Regions from separate parts of the Zea mays genome. Here region 1 is linked to region 2. The links are chromatin contacts, called in public Hi-C maps. All regions are on one chromosome and are shown on one strand. Each heading gives the region's core, a stretch centred on a gene start, on an enhancer-like site or on the middle of the called end of the contact. The rest is flanking DNA. Distances are from core to core; before and after follow the strand shown. Region 1 holds the start of LOC103655902. Region 2 holds the start of LOC100281010 (tubulin alpha-6 chain).

Region 1 (3,353 bases), core at 819-3,318, 150 kb after region 2:
TCAACCAAGACAAGCCTTCTCCGCAAATGAGGAGACTGCTTCGAACCCGCGACCTGCATTGCACCAGGCCCTTCAAGTACTTGGACTAAAACTGAAATAAAATGATATACCACCATACGTTGGTTGTAGGACCATCAGAGGAGTCAGATTTCCCTGCTTCAGCCATGCCTGCTCATGTGTAAATCAATGATGAACTTTGGAGCCAATTAACTTAAATAATGTAGTGAGAGGTACTAACCATAGAAAAATGTGACTTTATTGCCAAGTAAGATTATCATTACCAGCGTTATGTTGCTTCAACATAAACTGCCCAGGAGATAATCTTGATAAGTTCTGGACTTCATAACGGATCGAGTCTAATTGTGTCATAGCGTCTTTAAGCTCCTTATGAACCTGGATACAAGAGGAGAAATATGATTCTACCACATGGGTTTAACACACTTATATTGAATATCCATATTTCAGAAACAGTGCAAGGATCCACAATCCATGGTTATTAAAGCGGTAAAACGTTAAAACGTTATGAATCACCTTTTTAACATTTAAACGTTGAAACGTCTTTTCAGACTTGACATAGAACTTCAAATATAGAATAAGTTCATAGATAAGTTGAGTACTTGAGTTCACAAACCAAATAGCATAAAAGGAAACAGATCACGTTCAACACAAGTTCAACCACACAAGCTATAACTTGTATCTATGATCAGTAACCATCATCCAACTCATCAATATCAAGACCTAAAAGAATGATTCAGTGTGACTCAGTGACTGTGAGCAAAATCAAAATAGAGCCTAAAACATAGGAGCTGGCTGCTGGGGATGGACCGACTGGAAGGCTTAGGCGTTAGGAACTTAGGGTTTTTCCATCTTTTGGCCCAGGAAAGGAAAAGCCCACAACGAGTAGAACGTCCTAAACGCAAGTAAAACGTCTTAAAACGCACAGAGGACGTTTAAGCGTCGTTTAAATGCGTGAAACGGACGTTCTACTCCATTTTGGTAAAACGTTCGGACGTTTCAACTTTTAATCACGTTTTGTCGTTTAAACGACGCTTAAACGACGTTTAAGCGACGTTTTAATAACAATGCCACAATCAATCCATCAATTGAAATACTGATCGCAATTACAGAGGAGGAATCAGTCCACTAACAACATGTGCAGCAACAATGAATATTATTCATCAAAATAACTAGAAACTATACCGTGACTGATTATCCTAGGCTGTATTGGTGGCTATTGGCTAATGTTGAATTTCCTTTGCTTTCAGAACTACTGAAATCTATGTACAGATGAAACTATATGAACCCAATCAGAAAACTGGACGCTAAAACATTAATGCGCAAATGCTGTTTAAAATTCAGCAGATTGACGAGTGAAAAAAGAAAAAACATTACTATCCCTATAGGGACTAGAAGACGTGATTGCACGCTTGCACACAGGGTCTGCTCAGATATTAGTCAATGCCATCCCCATAAGGCCAATTAACCTATGTGAAATTCACCATCACCGCAACACATACAACTCACAGCATTTTCACAGGATCATGGCGAGAAAAGGGTGTACTCAGAATATACCTGGGTGGCTGCAGACTGGCCCAGAATCTCGTCCAGCTGCCGGCGAGCCACTATGAGCCGCCCAACCGCTCTTCCAGTCATCCGCCCGGCCGTCCTCGCAATCTTCACCATATCACTGGGCTCTGAACAAAAGCGAGGGAATCGGGGTCAGACCGAAACATCAGTTCCAAAACGTGCCGATCCCGCCATCGCCTTCCCGTCAGTCGCCGCCATCGACAGCCGCCGCCGAATGGCCGAAGCGGAAATAGCGCGCGGAGTTTGATTACTCACTCATCATGACGGAGCAGGCCCCGAGGACGACCAGCAGCTGTCCGGTCGAGAACCCCAGCATCTTCGCACGGACAAGTCGCCGCTGGGACGGGGCGGAGGATCCACGCGGCCGTTCCGGCACACGCGCACGACGGCGGCGGCTGTGCGTGACGCGGCGATGAGAGGGAGAGACAGAAAGATGACGTGGGCAAGGAATGGGCCGGGCCTCGGCTAATTGAGGCTGGAAATGGTTGAGCTGGGAGTGGGCTGGCGTCAAGAGGGCTCTCTGATGGGGAGTGTCAACCGGGCTTACATCTTTGCCTCAGTTCTCACGTACCCTTTTATATGTTTAAGGCAAAATTTGATACATACCATTAAAAGATCACATGTATAGAAATTTACCAGCAAAAGATTCACACTTAGATATTTACCATGGAAAGATTGCACGTTAGAGATTTATAGCATTCCGTTCCCTTCCGTCAATCGGATCAATGGGTTTTTTTTTATTTGGAACGATCAACAATTAGAGTATACCAATTTTACCCCTGGCTTTAGTTTTTCCCCTCCGTTCCTTGGCCCCAGGCCAGAATACGACTCCCTCGCGTGAGGCGAGAAAGGAGCAGAGGCCCGATAGGCGACGAGCTGCTCGCGGCCTTCCAGGCGGCGCGCTCGCCCGCGGCCACCCAAGTTTTTGCTGCAGCGGCGTCCTCCACCCCACGCAGTATGCACCTTTCTCCCGTTCTCCCTCATCTTCCTTCCTTGCTTTGGGAGTTCTAAATCCTAGGATTTTCTTCTCTCTTGTAGTGCTCAGGAATCGATCTGAAATTGAGGCGCATGGATACTTCTGAGGTTCCTGAAGGATAATATCCTTTTCCTCTTTGTTGAATCTTTGCAATTTCTTGTAAATTGTACAAAAGTTACTGTTTGTGAGGGGGAATAAATTTGTACAGAATAAATTGATTCATTTAGGACTGGAATTGTCATCAGTTGCTACTTACATTTGTTCTCCCTTCTATGTGTTTGCCATTGCTATTGCAGGATTGATCCGACTAGTGCATGTAGAGTTGAGGTCACTGTCAATTCTTACTTCAGTGTACGAGATGGTAGAAAGGAGTATAACCGGGGTAGGCCAGTAAGCTATGTTGTTGATTCAGAAACATATTCTATCATTGATCTAGAGAAAGATATTGCTTCAGAATTTAAATGGGCCAGTGAACAGCAGGCAAATTTCTGGGTTCTAACAGGAGAGGGTAGTCTGACATGCAAGTTGGCTTCAGATGCACAACTACTTGACTTGTTAAGGACATCCAGAGTAGTGAAGTTGTTCATGGTAGTCGGTAGCCGTGAGCAAAATGTAAGAGAGGAGGAGATGGCTGCTGCTGCAGTGAATATAGGAGACGAGGAGATGCCTACTGCAGTAAATATAGGAGAGGAGGAGATGCTTACTATAGTGAACATGGAAGAGGAGGCGATGCCTATTGCAATGGACCATAATTTGGAGGTACATGATAGAGGATTTACATGGGCAGAAG
Region 2 (3,231 bases), core at 174-2,673:
CTGATTTATCATATAGTATTGCTGAGTAGATAGTTGGCACAGGGGATTATTCTTCTGAACACAACTGTTTAACAAATAATAAACATGTGCATGGGCATGTGTTCAACTATTAACACAGAACTGAGCAAAAGTTGTACTAATGAGGCCCCAGTAATCCTGACAATGCTCTAACACACACCATAATGACAATTTACTTACCAAAAAGGATAAGAGCACTGCTAAGGAAATTGACAAATTTTCCCTACAATCCAGAGCGACCTTGACGAGGAAGTATCAATAGAATCACACAAAGAAGCCTAGTTTGCCTCTGAGGGTGTTTGAATACACTAGAGCTAATAATTAGTTGGCTAAAAAAATTGCTACTAGAATCAGCTAGCTGACTATTACCTAGTTTACTTAAAAATAGCTAATAATTGAAATATTAGATAGGATGTTTAGATGCCTCCAGCTAAACTATTAGCTCTAGTGCATTCAAACACCACCTCGCCCCTTTGACAACAGTGCATCTCTGCCTACTAGCACCAGTATGACAGAACAACAATCACCACTACTTCCTTTCCTTGATTAGTGATTAGTTAAAAGTTTGGGCAGATCAGGCACAGATTATGCCAAGCCGCTCACGTTTCAGTTTTTCAGTTCAATTACTAGTACAACACCGTATCCCATTCGTGCCTCGTTCAACTTTGTCCATGGACACTTCCTTGCCGTGCTATAGAAGATCGAGAATTTCCACCTCAGGAAAGGCCAACTTTGTCCATGGGGCGCGCGCGAGAGAGAGAGAAAGCGGGGGGCGGGGCAAGCGCACCTCGAGGCCCTCGCTGTTGAGCGCCATGGAGCGCTCCCGCTGGCCGTCCGCCGCGGCGCCGCGCTCGAACTCGGTGGCCGCCACCCCGCGCTTGGCCCCGGCCTCCGGCGCCCCCTCCTCGGCCTCCTTGCTAGCGCCCGCGGGCGCGGCGGCCCCCGGCGCCATCCCACGCCGCCGGAGCTCCCTGGCGAAGAGCGACTCGGGCGCCTCGGCCTCCCCCTCCTCCTTCTTCATCCCTCCGTCCCCGCCGGCGCGGCACCTCACGCGGAGGCGCAGCCGCGCGGGCGGCCACAGCGACGGGGACGCGGCGGAGGAAGAGGCCGACGGCGGGCGGATGGCGGCGAGGCGGATCACGGTCATGGCCATCGCGGCGCGGGGCTGGGCTGGGTCGTCGCGTCGAGGCGTTGTTTGGCGGGGGAGAGGCCAAGTCGGACCGGGCTCGCTTGGCGGCAGCTGTGGGGATCTGGCCGTCGGGTCGGGGGACGACGCGCAATGGAGGGCCGGGATCCCGCGGAAAGCTCGTGCGGCTGGGGACGGAGGAAGTTGTGGCGTGTAGAGTAAGAGGAGTGCGGCCGGCGGGAGCACGGGAGGCGGTGGGCGGGACACGTGTACAGCTGGCCCTCAGGGAGCTCGAGAGTTTCCGTAAAACAAAAAAAAATCTGAAGCGTGCACGCCAGCCAGCCAGCAGGTGTGGCCATTCGTGTTAGGTGTCGTCGAAGCTTGTGCCGAGAAAGGAAACCGTGCACGACCCCGACACTTCCTTGTGCATGTCAGCATGTAGCAGGGTGCAGCAACGTTGGCTGCTTGCTCTCGTCTCCATTCTCAACCCGGCAACGACATGCAGCATCTTCTCTACGAGACGCAATCTCTTGGTACGAGCTGTAAATTAGTGCTGGAAATTGGGGCCAACTAGTCCGGCTCCGCCCACATCTATTATGCTTCAAGTTAAATAGGGTTAAATAGATACGAGATAAAAAGCCACATAGCTTTTTGAGTCCGGTCATGTCAGTCCAAATAGTAAAAACATTAGTCTAGTTCGATTCAAAAGCATGTCATACCTTCGTCGTATCGTGTCAGCTAAAATCTGGTCCACATATAAAGTCCAATATTACAACAATATAAAGTCTATAATTTACTAAAATTAAAAAAACTAAACACAGTGAACTTTTTCGTGTTGGACCGGCCTAACATGCTAAAAATTTAGGGATGACCCAGCACTGTCTTTGTGTCATGCTAGCCCTGCAATGTAACTTCATGTTGCACCATGTTTTGAGCTTCTAATTTTATGTCGTGTCCGTGTTGACCTAGAAAGACCGGTCAATATTTCTAGCATTAGTACAAATCATGCACCTTCTTGTGAAGCCTAATTAGGGAACATCTAGCTAATGATGGCAACGGAGAATCTTTTATCGGAGAATGACTCCTTATCTATATAGGGATGAAGCAAGATTATATTTAGAGAGTGCAAATGCGCCCCATAAAAATACAAATTTTATACGTTTAGTTAAAATTTCACTATATATGCACCCCTAGAAAAATTTATTTTGCACCTGCAAAGACCCTCCTTAAATTTGCTATAACTTCGCCATTGTATTCATGTTCTTGTGGGAGAGAAAAACTTTGTGTTTCCATTCCCGCAAATGCTCATGGCAGAGCTTTTTCTCTCTCTCCGTCAGTGTCACTGTTTGGAATTTATCCTCATCGGGAATCCTTCACCATTAGGAGCAATATTTAGATGTAAATTAAATTGATTATATCAAATCAATATAAAATTAAACAAAAATTATAATATACATCTACTTTAGAGTTCAATTTGCTATCTTACAATATGCTATGTTAAAAGGGAAATGTGCCCTTTGACCATTTCTAAGTGTTTTGGTGATTAAGTGCCCAGCACATCATCTTGAACTGTCATGCTTCCTGAAAGTATGAGCACATGTATAAAGAAAGGTAAATTGAGAGACATATGAGTACATTGCAAATCCTATTGAAATGGAGAAACAAAGGTATGAATCTAGCACTTAGTAAATTGTTTTTGTTGCTAACTATGTTCATCTAAGTGCTAGGAAACTTCTCAAGTCAAGACAAACTAGAATGGAGAAGTTTGGCTAAGTTTGACCAAACTTGCACCAGACTGGGGTGCACCGGACAGTGTCCGGTGCCTAGGCTAGCCAAGCCGGTGAATAGACTGCTCTCGGGAATTCGCCGAGGCGTCGCAGCGATAATTCACCGGACTGTCCGGTGTGCCAGCCGCATGCTTGGCCAACACTCGACCGCGCGATCAACGGCTGCCACGTCTACCGAGCCAATAGTCGCCAGGTCGCACCGGACTATCCGATGCGCCATCGGACTGTCCAGCGTGCCATGGGGCCAACGACTAGCAATGGTTGGCTTCGCCAAAGAAGGAAAGAAATCCTGCAATGTTC

The links. A called contact is a pair of places that touch in the nucleus more often than the background predicts.
Region 1: a contact with region 2 is called in a Hi-C map of leaf, with 5 times the contacts expected there. The contact joins the promoter of LOC103655902 here to the promoter of LOC100281010 in region 2. A contact is called at or near these places in 5 of 25 Hi-C or Micro-C datasets (ear, endosperm, leaf and 1 more).

Annotation. Positions count from the first base shown.
Region 1 is chr4:216,928,860-216,932,212 of Zm-B73-REFERENCE-NAM-5.0, forward strand. LOC103655902 reads left to right here and starts at 2,069. Exons shown (of 2, transcript XM_020552321.2): 1 at 2,069-2,154; 2 at 2,860-3,353. The coding sequence starts at 2,069. It overlaps LOC100274044, which reads right to left and starts at 2,085. Exons shown (of 8, transcript NM_001148425.2): 1 at 1,843-2,085; 2 at 1,573-1,694; 3 at 282-393; 4 at 119-168. The coding sequence starts at 1,903.
Region 2 is chr4:216,782,154-216,785,384 of Zm-B73-REFERENCE-NAM-5.0, forward strand. LOC100281010 (tubulin alpha-6 chain) reads right to left here and starts at 1,424. Exons shown (of 3, transcript NM_001153929.2): 1 at 806-1,424. The coding sequence starts at 1,171.